4 separate regions of the Sus scrofa genome follow, and regions 1, 2 and 4 are each linked to region 3. The links are chromatin contacts, called in public Hi-C maps. All regions are on one chromosome and are shown on one strand. The core of a region is the stretch at or near the end of the contact, and the rest is flanking DNA. Distances in the headings are between cores, read along the strand shown. Region 1 holds the start of REPS1 (ralBP1-associated Eps domain-containing protein 1). Region 2 has its middle 260 kb from the start of CITED2. Region 3 holds the start of CITED2 (cbp/p300-interacting transactivator 2). Region 4 overlaps LOC110259987 (a long non-coding RNA gene).

Region 1 (2,730 bases), core at 35-2,534, 330 kb after region 3:
CAAAATGAAAACCAAAACTGAAAAATCTAATTCTGTACTAGCTGCTGTTTTTGAAATATTTCCTATTTGCTAAGGATAAACTCTTTTTTTTTTTTTTTTTTTTTTTTGCTTTTTAGGGGCTGCATTTTGCAGCATATGGAAGTTCCTGGCTAGTATGGGAACTATAGCTGCCGGCCATAGCAATGCCAGATCCCAGCCACATCTGCGACCTATACCACAACTTAGAGTAACACGGATCCTTAACCCAGTGAGCGAGGCCAGGGATCAAATCCGCATCCTCATGGATACTAGTGGAGCTCATTACCGCTGAGCCAAAACGGGAACTTCCAAGGATAAACTCTTGTTAAGATATTCTATTTAAGGTATCTCGAGAATTACCTCTCTTATGGGTGCAGCAGAGAACAGTGCAGTCACATGATCTTCAGAAAGGAGGAAATTAGGGGTGGCAGGAGAAATTCTTGGTGGCCAGAACCACCTTGTCCAGAGAGAAAAATTTCCCCAACTTCCTCCTCTATTCAGCAAGTTTGGCTTGGAGCAAGAGTGGAAGTTAGGTCTCTGTAGTGGTGTCTACACGATGAGAGTTCTCAGATGGAATAGATGCTCATAGCCCTTCAAAACATATAGAAATATTGAACTGATCCTCAATTATTAATTGACCTCAAAGGGTACAACAGAACAATAACAATAACCTTAACAGTTTTCCCCTTTCAGTCAATGTTTATTAACAGTTAGTGCCAAAAGCTTTGAAAACAATCCAAACTGCAGCTTTGTATCTGAGTTCTCCTGGTCTGAATGCGCTGCGCGCTGTTCCCCCCCTTCCCGCCCCCAGCCGCAGACCGCAGACCAGCTCGCAGGGGTCCCAGCTCCTCCAGCCCGCCGCGCCGACGGCCGCTCCGCCGCGGGGCTCCAGCCACCAGGGGGCGCTGCGGCCCCCTCTCCCGGGAGCGGCCGAGCCAGCCCGGTGGGTGTTGCTCTCTCCCTCTCGCGCTCTCTCCTCCCGGCCTCACATCCGGGTCTGGAGCGGGGCCGCCGCTGTCAGTGTCGGTGCGGTCGCGTCGGGGGCCGGGCCGGGGCGCAGTAAATGGCGGCGGAGGGAGGCGGAGCGGCTGCCGCGCTCAGCCTAGAGCCCCCGAAACTTTAGACTAGAAGCCCCACAACTTTTCTGGGAAGTGCTGCCGCTCCGGGGGCGTGGACGGAAGGGGAAGGCGAGGCGGGAAGTCTGGGGGGTGGGGGGAAGCGGCGGGGAGCCGGGGAGACTCGAACCCGCGGCGGGGGCGGAGTCCGCTCGCGCCTCGCGCCGCCGCGGCCCCCGCCTCCTTCCCCGCGTTCTCCTCGCGGCCGCTGAGGCGGAGCGGGAGCCGCGCGACGCGCCGAGCCCGGGACTGCGCGGGGCCTCGTAGGCGGCGGCGCGCCGAGCTCAGCCGGGCCCCCTTCCCGCGACCTCCCAGCCCTGCAGCTCCGACGCCCCCCGCGCGCGCGAGGCCGGGGCTTTCCGCTGCTTCGGGAGGCGAGGAGGAGGAGGCCGGGCGACGCGCAGCCGTCATCCCGGGGTCGCGGGGCCGGGCCCCGGGTGTTGCATGCGGGGCGGGGCGGCCGTGAGCGGAGGCGAAGATGGAAGGTTTAACGCTCAGCGATGCGGAGCAGAAATACTACTCGGATCTCTTCTCCTACTGCGACATCGAGAGCACCAAGAAGGTGGCGGCCAACGGGCGGGTGCTGGAGCTGTTCCGGGCCGCGCAGCTACCCAACGACGTGGTCCTCCAGGTAACGCCACCGCCCTCCCTTCCTGCCGCGTCCGGGGGTCGGCGGACGGCCGAGGGGTCGCCTCTCGGCGGCTCGGGCCTCCAGCCTCTTGCTTCCGCGGGGTGGGAGTGGGCACTGTTTCCAGAAGGGCGAATGGTGGGCAGGTTCCCCCCGGCTCCTCCGCTGCGGGCCGGGGCCGCAGGTGCCCGGGCGGCCGGGATTCGCGAGGGGGAGGGGGTCGCTCCTCGAGGACAAAAGTCAAGCAAATATACAGTGGGGGGGGAGGGTCTGTGTATTATCTCTGAAGCGCCTAAGTCGTGTATCTCTCGGTTGTCCCTTAGAATCTGTTTTTCAGCACTGGAAAAGCAACTTCAGATGCAGGATCTTGGATTGTTACCATGTCTTTGAATCCTAGGTCTTGGTAGTGTATATGTAGCTCTTAGGATCCTACATTGCGGTGAAGTTATCAGTGTAGGCAAAATGTTTTTTAATTCTTGAATTAGCCGAGCAGACACGATAAAGTCGTTTTTATAGACTCAGGAATCGAAAAAGCTTTTTTTTTTTTTTTTAAGGCAGTTAAATTCTTAGGAAGATTAAAAAATTTGAACTTTCAGCTAGTAGTTTGCTTCAGATATGAAAAGAACTTTAACTATAGGATGCGTGGCTGATGTAAACTGGATGGTTTTCCCATTGGCATTCCATAGCATTTGGTGGAACTTGTGGATTGGGTTGGAAGATAAGCATTGAGCAACTGGAAGTCAAAGGTGCATATTTGCCTCAATCTGTAGCATCAGAGGAACAAGCAGAGTAAGTCTTAAGCTTTCTTCATCACGTCTGCTTTTAAAGGAGAAGGCTTCCTAGAAGTTCCTATCTAACATATGTGGTGAGCATTGATGCTGTTCTGTTTAATGATTCATGGCTGCTAGTAAGAGTGTGTCTGAACATGGCATGAAGAACAGGTTTTAAACTTTCGTCTTTATAATGAAC
Region 2 (2,753 bases), core at 15-2,514, 260 kb before region 3:
CAAACACATAAGCCAAGCCCCCATTTCTAGCTCTGTGGAACTGTGGTGCTTTCTTTAATATGTCTTAGAATTTCTGAGGCATGAGATGAGAGATGCATTCATGTTTTCCATAGAAGCTCACTCAGAATTTCTGCTCTCAATTCACTTCCCTGCATTCTTGCTCCCCCAACCCCCTTCCTAAAGCTCTGCTTTCCTCTCTCATCTGATTCTCACTAGTATGAACATAGGCTCCTGTCTCTTACTGCCCTTTAAGAACCTCTAACTCAAAGCTGTTTTGTATAATAGACTTGATGAAAAGTTGGGGGATAATAAGAAAAATGACAGCCTAGAGCTGAAAAACATCTGCTTATTGAATTTCAGATGTTACTTTTCCTGGAAATGTATTTGTCTCTCCTCGGTCCACAGAAATTTCTCACTGACTATGAAAAGCTGGGTGCTAGTCTGCAGCCAGGTTACTTCTTAGCCCTTCCTCTCCTTTCATCTTTTCTTGAACAAACAGCAGAAAAGCCCTACATTCCTGCCATTTTAGAGCAGTTGATATTCTATTTCATGCTTTCTCATCTAGATTGACACAAGGGCCTTTGGCCTACTTTTCATAGTCAGTGGAGCCACTAAGGTATTTTCTTAGGGGAAAAAAAAAATCTCCCTGAGGGGAATTCTCTTGGAACAAACAGCTCAAACAGGAGTGAGGTTTTAAAAGAATGTTTCTTCCTACTTGATACAATTTAGGGTAATGGTGTCCTATTATCAGATTTAGGTAGAAGGGACACACTCTTTAGGCATGTTGGCCAAAGGAAAACAGCATGGGCAGGAAGGAGAAGTAAAAAGGTCAGAGGTAAATGTTTCTTTAGCTTTTGTTTTTTACAGAAAACATAATGCTCTCCAAGGCTTTCTGTCACCTCCATCTACTCCAACACTTCGGCTTATAAAGAGCTCTTAGTCTCAGCCCAATCTGAGAAGAAAAGAGTGCTATAGATCCCAGAAAATGGAAGGAACCAAGTGTCCCCTAGACAGTAGTGCCCAGCTTTGCCATGGTTTCCCAAAGAGCCAGATAAGGCTAAGTAGATCCAGAGGCCATTGGCTCAAAGTACCCACCCCCATATCCAGAAGCTAATGTGGAGAGGGGGAAAGAAGTGATTCATAAGGAAAGGTGTGGAGAATTTATTTTATTCCCTGCCCTTTCATGATAGGCATCCTGACACGGAAAGCGAAAGGTTCCACTCAAATGTAGAAGTTGCCAGTAAACCTGCCTTCATGAAACATACCCACACCCTGCCAGATATTTGCTGAGAAAATCTGATCACTCCCTCAGCCCTGAAAATCTCTCCCTTCTTTTTCACATCCACTGTTACCTTCCTAGACCAAGTTTTTATGAACTTTCTACTGGAATTCTGCAATCATCTTCTATCTAATCTACCCACATCCAAACTGGGCTCCCTCCCATCTGTTTTCCAAACTGTAGCCTGTGTGTTCTTTCCATATCTTAACTGTAATCATTTCAGCCCACACCCCCACCCCTATGCCACAAACCATTGCTTAAAAACATCAGTGACTTAGCATATCTATTAAGATAAAGACAAATCACCATGATGGGGTGTACAAGTCCATGGATGGTCTGGCTTAACCTACTCCTCAAGCCTTGTGCCACCACCTTCCCTCTGATCTTTTCGGGCTACAGAGGCCCTTGTTTGGTCCCTTTGATTCATAGTGCTTCAGCCTGCCACAGTTTCCTCTGTTAAGAACAATCTTCCCTCCATTTTTCCCTTGTTAATTCCTATTCTTCCTTCAGATGGCCACTCAGATTTCACTTTCTGAGGGAAGCCTTCTCTTTTCTCCTTAGATCAAATGCTGCCAACATTACAGGTGCAATTTTTCATTTGTTTTGGTGTTTCTTTGATAAATATCTGACCCTCTCACAAGACTGTAAAACTTTAGGAAGAGGAAATTATATCTGAATTTTTCTTTCTTTACCAATGTAGTCCTTTGCTGAATGAATGAATGAAAGAATATCAGCTCATCAATCAACAATTAATTCTTTCTGTGCCTGGGAAATTAAAAAAACTTGTCAATCCCTTTTCAAATAGCCAGGTTTTAAAACTCTATTATGAATAAAATGTGTTGTTAGTACAAATATTTGCTATGATTAGGTTTATATTATTGTTATCATAACTGGTTTATTGTCTATATCACTGTCTTCATAACTCAGCATTTTATAACTATTATTACATTCATTAATTAGATTTTATACTTCCATTATTTATAAAATGTTTATTGTAAAAACCAAATTCCACTGAGAAGAGAATGCAGTAAGACTCTAGAAGTACCAAACTGTGGCTAGAGGGTCGTTTTAGAAGTAAGGGTTGCCTATGGATGGACTTTATTAGTATTTCCAGAAGGTACATACCATTTGGAAAATGAAGACCTTGAGAAAGATCAAAGAAACATTTATAGCCACTTAAGGAGTAACCTTTTCTAATGATAAACTCATCACATTAGACTTAGATGGGACCTTAGAGGTCATTTTACCTACATTCATTATTTTATGCATCTTAAAGCCAAGCCTGGAATTACATAAAGTCACACAGCCAAGGCAAGCCCTGCATCTATTTTTATTCAGCTCCTCTAAAACTACCAGATATTAAATCAACTTCAAACTTATTAAATCCAAGAGTCCTAACAATTCATATCCCACTGTCATAGAGCCAGCTGGCCTGTGAATAACTTTCCAGGTTGTCAGACTGGAATTCCATATA
Region 3 (2,761 bases), core at 205-2,704:
GAAGAAACAACTCTGAACAGAAGTCCTTATTCGGAGCGCTAAACTCGCTTTTACCACATAAAGAGCAATATAAAAGCTCGGAGCAGCCTCATCGTGGTGTTGGGGAAACAACTCGGCTTCCCCATTTGAGAAAGCAAGAGAGCTCTGACTGGGTAGTGGCCCAGACCGGTGTTAGGGCTTTTATTTGCAAGTCAATGAGCCAAATGGACGACCAGGCTAGTTGTGCCGCGTTCTGGGAAGCAAGGTTATTATTATCACCTATTGCCCCACTGAGAAATTTCACTGGAAAGGAATAGTCCCAGCAGTGTGTATGCTCGCGGTGCCATACGGGACGTGCAGCTACGTGCCCACCTCCAGAACGACTTTATTTACAAAGCGATTACCATGTTATCTATCTGTTTTCCTTTTCCAGCAACAGCAGCCTTACTCAGCCCTCGAATTTCTTAATTACAAACCCGTTCACTTCTAAAGCAACCCCAAACCGTCTGGCAGAACCCAGAGGGAGGCTGTGCAAGTTTGCACACACCCCCATCTCCCGGATCAAGGGCAACAGCAGAAGCAAGAAACTGTATGTGCAAAAAGGTGGATCTAGGGACGAGGATCGCTGAGTTTGTTTACAGAGGAGAGACGCCTCAGCTCGGATGCCAAAGCTACCAAGAGCTGCAAACGCAAACTTAGCAGAAGCACACGTACCCGGGAGCGGCGAGTGGGCCCCAAAACGCGGACAGGATTCCCGGCCGCTGGAGCGGAGGCAGCCGAGCGCTAGCGCGCTCAGTCCACCTGCAGCTGCAGCGGGCTGCCGGTCCCCGCCCCCAGCCTCTGTCCTTGAGGCGGGGGAGCGGGGGGGGGGGGGGGGGGGAGATTCACCTACACGCAGAATATCTAGATCAGGTCACCTAATGCCCAAATAGAAACACAAAGGCAAAACCCAGGAAAGCGTGCACAGGGGAGGGGACATTCTTTGCCTAGGGCTTAAAAACGCACTGGGGTAAACACAACCATTCTTTGCAGCCTGGGTAAGCTTTGGTAAGCTCAGGGAGGCAAAAAGGCACTATGGACGGCGTGGGCGCTGCATTGAATCCCCTTTTCCAGTAAAAAGCAGCTCAGATCGGTAGGTGAGCTGGGGGTTGGGGAATCCGGCCAGAGGGGGGCGATGAGTTTTCCTCGCTTCTTTCCGGACAGGCGCTACCTCTAGGCTGAGAGTCAAGGGAAGATTTTTTTCTCTGTGCCGGGGGCCGCCGTGCTGGCTCAGTGTTTGTGGAGGAAACCAGGATCCGGGGGCCGCGGGGCGGTGCCTGGGACCGCAGCCTCTGCGCACGTGCCTCCGGCCGAGGGGGAACTCGGTTGCCAGACCCAGTCCGGGGTGCTCAAAGTGCCGGAATCCGCATTTTCCCTCCGCCCCCCCGGGAGGCTCTCGCTCCGCCCTTTCTGAAATCCCTTATATTGACTGTGGCCAAAGCCCTAAGAAACACAGCTCATTGTTGGCAGCTGCCGGGCGGTCTAGCGATCTAGCGAGCTGTGAGGCAGCAGAGGGGAAATAAAAGGGAACGGCTCCGGTCCTGCCCCAGCAGCCGCTGCAAGACCTCGGCGCAGACTTCGAGACAGCGAGCGCCTTGCACACCGGAAAGGCCACCTCTATGTGCTGCTGAGCCGGTCCTGGACCCAACGATCCCGCCCTCGGTCTTCAGAGCAGAAATCGCAAGGACGGAAGGTAAGCGCGGCGAGAGAAGCTGGCTGGGGCTTCTGCCAACCCAGTCCGACGAGGGCTGGGTTTGCCCGGAGGAAGAGCGTGAGGCGGAGCTGGGGAATAACAACAGGATGTGCAACAACAGGATGAGGAGGGCTGATTTAATGCCTGAAGTTCGCGGCAGGGCTACGGGGCACTTCCTTTATTAGGCGACATCGGGGAGCAAAGGGGGGTGTGGGCTTGGGTCCCCCCGCCCGATCGCAGGGGAAAGGGATGTTTGTGCAGCGCGCGGCTCTGTTGTAGATGGCAGGTCTGTCTTGGTGGTGAACCCGGGTGCACAGGCTCCTGGTGGGATCCTCGGGATGATCGCAACCGAAGTGTGTCTAGGGAGTCTTGGGAGGGGGGCAAAGGCGAGAAAAGGTGGGCTGCGCTGTGGTGGGCGACACGTGTGGCTACGGTCTTAGCGTCTGCTTTTTTCACTTTCAGGACTGGAAATGGCAGACCATATGATGGCCATGAACCACGGGCGCTTCCCCGACGGCACCAATGGGCTGCACCACCACCCTGCCCACCGCATGGGTATGGGGCAGTTCCCAAGCCCCCATCACCACCAGCAGCAGCAGCCCCAACACACCTTTAACGCCCTAATGGGCGAGCACATACACTACGGCGCGGGCAACATGAATGCCACAAGCGGCATCAGGCACGCGATGGGGCCGGGGACTGTGAACGGAGGGCACCCCCCGAGCGCGCTGGCCCCCGCGGCCAGGTTTAACAACTCCCAGTTCATGGCCCCCCCCGTGGCCAGTCAGGGAGGCTCCCTGCCGGCCAGCATGCAGCTGCAGAAGCTCAACAACCAGTATTTCAACCATCACCCCTACCCCCACAACCACTACATGCCGGATTTGCACCCTGCTGCAGGCCACCAGATGAACGGGACAAACCAGCACTTCCGAGATTGCAACCCCAAGCACAGCAGCGGCAGCAGCACCCCCGGCGGCTCCGGCGGCAGCAGCACCCCCGGCGGCTCCGCGGGCACTTCTGGCGGCGGCGCGGGCAGCAGCAATAGCGGCG
Region 4 (2,792 bases), core at 158-2,657, 320 kb before region 3:
CAAACCTTCCAACAGCTTTTCATCACTCTTAGAACAAAAGTAATGCTTATATCAGGGCCCACAAGACCCTCTCTCCAATCCTACTTCTACTAACATCTCTCTCACTTTAGCCTCAAAGTTTGCTTGCTTCTCATGTGCCCACCTGTCTCAGTCTGTTCAGACTGCGATAACAAAATAGCTTAGATTGGGTGGCTTATGTACAACAGAAATTCATTTCTTACAGTCTCTGGGGGCTGAAAAATCCAAGATCAAGACACTGACAGATGTGGTGTCTGTTAAGAGCCCACTTCCTGGTTCACAGACAGCATCTTCTCACTGTGTCCTCCATGGTAGAAGGGGCAAGGGAACCCTCCATCATGGGGGCTCCACCCTCATGACCTAATCACCTCCCAAAGGCCCTGCCCCCAAATGCCATCACACTGGGGATCAGGTTTCCATACAAGAATAATTTAGGTGAGGGGCAGAAACATTCAGTCTACAGCACCGTTTCAGGTTCATTGGCTATTCCCTTTGCCTGGAATACCCTGCCCCCAATACTCCATGACCCACTCTGTTACTTCAGGAGTCTACTCAGTGTCACTTCCTCAGAATGATCCTTGAATGCTCTCAAAACCAGTGCCCCAATCACTCTAAATCCTTTAACTCTCACTTATTTCTCTTCCCAGCACTTATCACTACATAATAGTTTCCTATTGATTTGTCTGATTATTTATGGATTGTTGCCCAAACCAGAATGTAAGTTCCATAAAGATCAGGACTTTACATGTTTGTTCGTTTATTTTTTTCTCACCCCATTGCCAAGAGAAGACACAGATTAGGAGTTAAATATAAATAAATGATTAAATTAATGAAGGATGTGGTTTCGGGTTTCCTCCCTCAGCTGCTAGAGTTCCAAGTCCTGCCCCCCGCCCCCCCCCACCCTCTGAAATCAAAGTACTACCCAGAAAAGACCACCAGGCTGCAGGTATAGTCTCACCATAAAGCAGCGTGTCCCTTGCTCCCACTTCTCCTTTCCCCTGGCAGCTCTCTTAATATGCCCTCAAAATTCAAATGACATCCCTTGCAGTCACATCACGCTTCTCACTCATACCAAGCACCTAATGAGCACACTGCTGTGAAGCAGGTATGAACCAAAGTTCCCAATTAATATTTATCTGCTCTAGCAATGAAGGAAGAGATCTGAAAATACATATATTATTATAAGAGGAAATTTAAATACAGAGATTTTTCCTTTTAGAAAAGTATGTGAAAAATATTTTCTCTGAGGTCAAAAACACTTAAAAAGAAAGGGTGAGAAAGACAGAGTAGGGTTGAATAATACCTGAAGCTTGTAGAAGCTTCAAGTCCTGGCCCCACTGACAGATTAAACAATGAACAACTTGTTTGTGCACAGTCTTGGCAAAAACACAGTTGGGGAAGGCATGACTCAGAGAACAAGGAACAGGACATGCAACAGCTACTTAGGCAGATCCACCCCAGTTGCTAGTATTTATTTCGTCAATAATGTGGAACAAACAGGTATATAGGGATGAGGCCGCTATATTAAAGAAAATATGCACTGATTAGGTGACAAGCTAAAATTAAGTTTTCTCTTCTTTCACTGTAGCCCCTGGGTTCCTGAGTGAGCTGTCACAGAAGGGGAAAACCCCAGTGATGGTATCTGGGCTGTCTTTCTCATGATCTTAAAATGTCTCCATTTATGAAAAATGAATCAGAAACCAAAATAATATGAATATGAAAATGTATTCATTTTGCAAAAACTTGTAAGATTATGCTATAAAAAATGGAACTGATAACCACTATAATTAATGGGATTCTTTGTGAAGAAGTTTTGCTTTGATTGGGAAAGGGCTGCCTGTCTCCCAAAGTCTGTAACCATGTTGAAAGTTACAAAGTTACGAGGCTGACCTGGCTCTACAACCAGATTTGGGGAAGAAAGTAGGACTGAGACATGGATAAAGGGAAGAAATTTTTCTAATTTTTAATTTTGATTAAAATACACCTAACAAAAATTGTATCATCTTAACCATTTTCCAGTACATAGGCGAGTGGTATTAAGCACATTCAGTTGTGCAACCAACTGCCAGTACTCCCCTCATCTTGGAAAACTGAAACTTTATACCCATTAAACCACTGCTATCCCATCAGCTCTTGTATGGCTAGAATGTTTAACAGTCAGAAATATTTTTATCTTCAAAAATATAAAGGGGAAATCTTGCATTCAGAGGTGAAAGAAGATAACATTTAATTCAAATCTGCATGGAAAATTTAATCCTAATAGAAACACCTTAAAAAGATGGCCAAAAGTGTTGGAAGACAAAAAATTAGCAACAATCAAAAAAAGTTGGTTTTGTAAATATATTTACCAAGGAGAAGTTATCTGGATGACTAACAAATACTTGAAGTGCAGATTCATAGGCAGAATAAATACTAAGCAGTTGTTCTATTCTTCAAAATGCAATGCCAAATCCATCTCCCTGTTACTCATTAGCAATTTCCATTGACTACAATTACTCACTGACAGATATTTGAATAAAAGCCTATTACTAGTAGTAACTTGAGCTCTGGAGCCAAATGCAGCAGAACCTCAGTCAGAATCTCCTCTGGGCTGTGCACACATTGCTTCCATAAGGACATCTGCATATCAGAGGACAATGTTGACTTATCCTTCCAAAGACCTGGGAGCCTAAGGACCAGCAATGGGCCTGGATTCAAACACCAATTTATGGGTTTTCCCTTAATATCCAATTTTCCTGGAATTTCCCCAAACACTGAACAGTCATTCTTATTGC

What was found. A called contact is a pair of places that touch in the nucleus more often than the background predicts.
Region 1: a contact with region 3 is called in a Hi-C map of liver, with 2.8 times the contacts expected there. The contact joins the promoter of REPS1 here to the promoter of CITED2 in region 3. A contact is called at or near these places in 1 of 5 promoter capture datasets (liver), 3 of 47 Hi-C or Micro-C datasets (embryonic fibroblasts, fetal skeletal muscle and liver) and 2 of 2 datasets of contacts at active chromatin or transcription factors (alveolar macrophages and skeletal muscle).
Region 2: a contact with region 3 is called in a Hi-C map of omental adipose tissue, with 2.1 times the contacts expected there. The contact joins the enhancer-like site here to the promoter of CITED2 in region 3. A contact is called at or near these places in 5 of 47 Hi-C or Micro-C datasets (embryonic fibroblasts, fibroblasts, heart right ventricle and 2 more) and 2 of 2 datasets of contacts at active chromatin or transcription factors (alveolar macrophages and skeletal muscle).
Region 4: a Hi-C map of liver shows a contact between it and region 3, with 5 times the contacts expected there. The contact joins the enhancer-like site here to the promoter of CITED2 in region 3. A contact is called at or near these places in 4 of 47 Hi-C or Micro-C datasets (embryonic fibroblasts, liver and skeletal muscle) and 1 of 2 datasets of contacts at active chromatin or transcription factors (alveolar macrophages).

Annotation. Positions count from the first base shown.
Region 1 is chr1:25,479,999-25,482,728 of Sscrofa11.1, forward strand. It overlaps REPS1 (ralBP1-associated Eps domain-containing protein 1), which reads left to right and starts at 1,285. Exons shown (of 20, transcript XM_021087342.1): 1 at 1,285-1,764. The coding sequence starts at 1,612.
Region 2 is chr1:24,894,952-24,897,704 of Sscrofa11.1, forward strand. No RefSeq gene overlaps it. Among named protein-coding and RNA genes, the nearest start is that of CITED2, 260 kb to the right of the region's middle. Within about 2 kb of position 1,265, at least 5 of the 83 cell types and tissues checked have an H3K27ac peak or open chromatin away from gene starts, as enhancers often do. A contact at or near this core is called in omental adipose tissue, where this site is marked.
Region 3 is chr1:25,154,198-25,156,958 of Sscrofa11.1, forward strand. CITED2 (cbp/p300-interacting transactivator 2) reads left to right here and starts at 1,455. Exons shown (of 2, transcript XM_001925774.5): 1 at 1,455-1,711; 2 at 2,174-2,761. The coding sequence starts at 2,182.
Region 4 is chr1:24,835,989-24,838,780 of Sscrofa11.1, forward strand. The region is part of intron 2 of LOC110259987 (a long non-coding RNA gene); the gene reads right to left. Among named protein-coding and RNA genes, the nearest start is that of CITED2, 320 kb to the right of the region's middle. Within about 2 kb of position 1,408, at least 8 of the 83 cell types and tissues checked have an H3K27ac peak or open chromatin away from gene starts, as enhancers often do. A contact at or near this core is called in embryonic fibroblasts and liver, where this site is marked.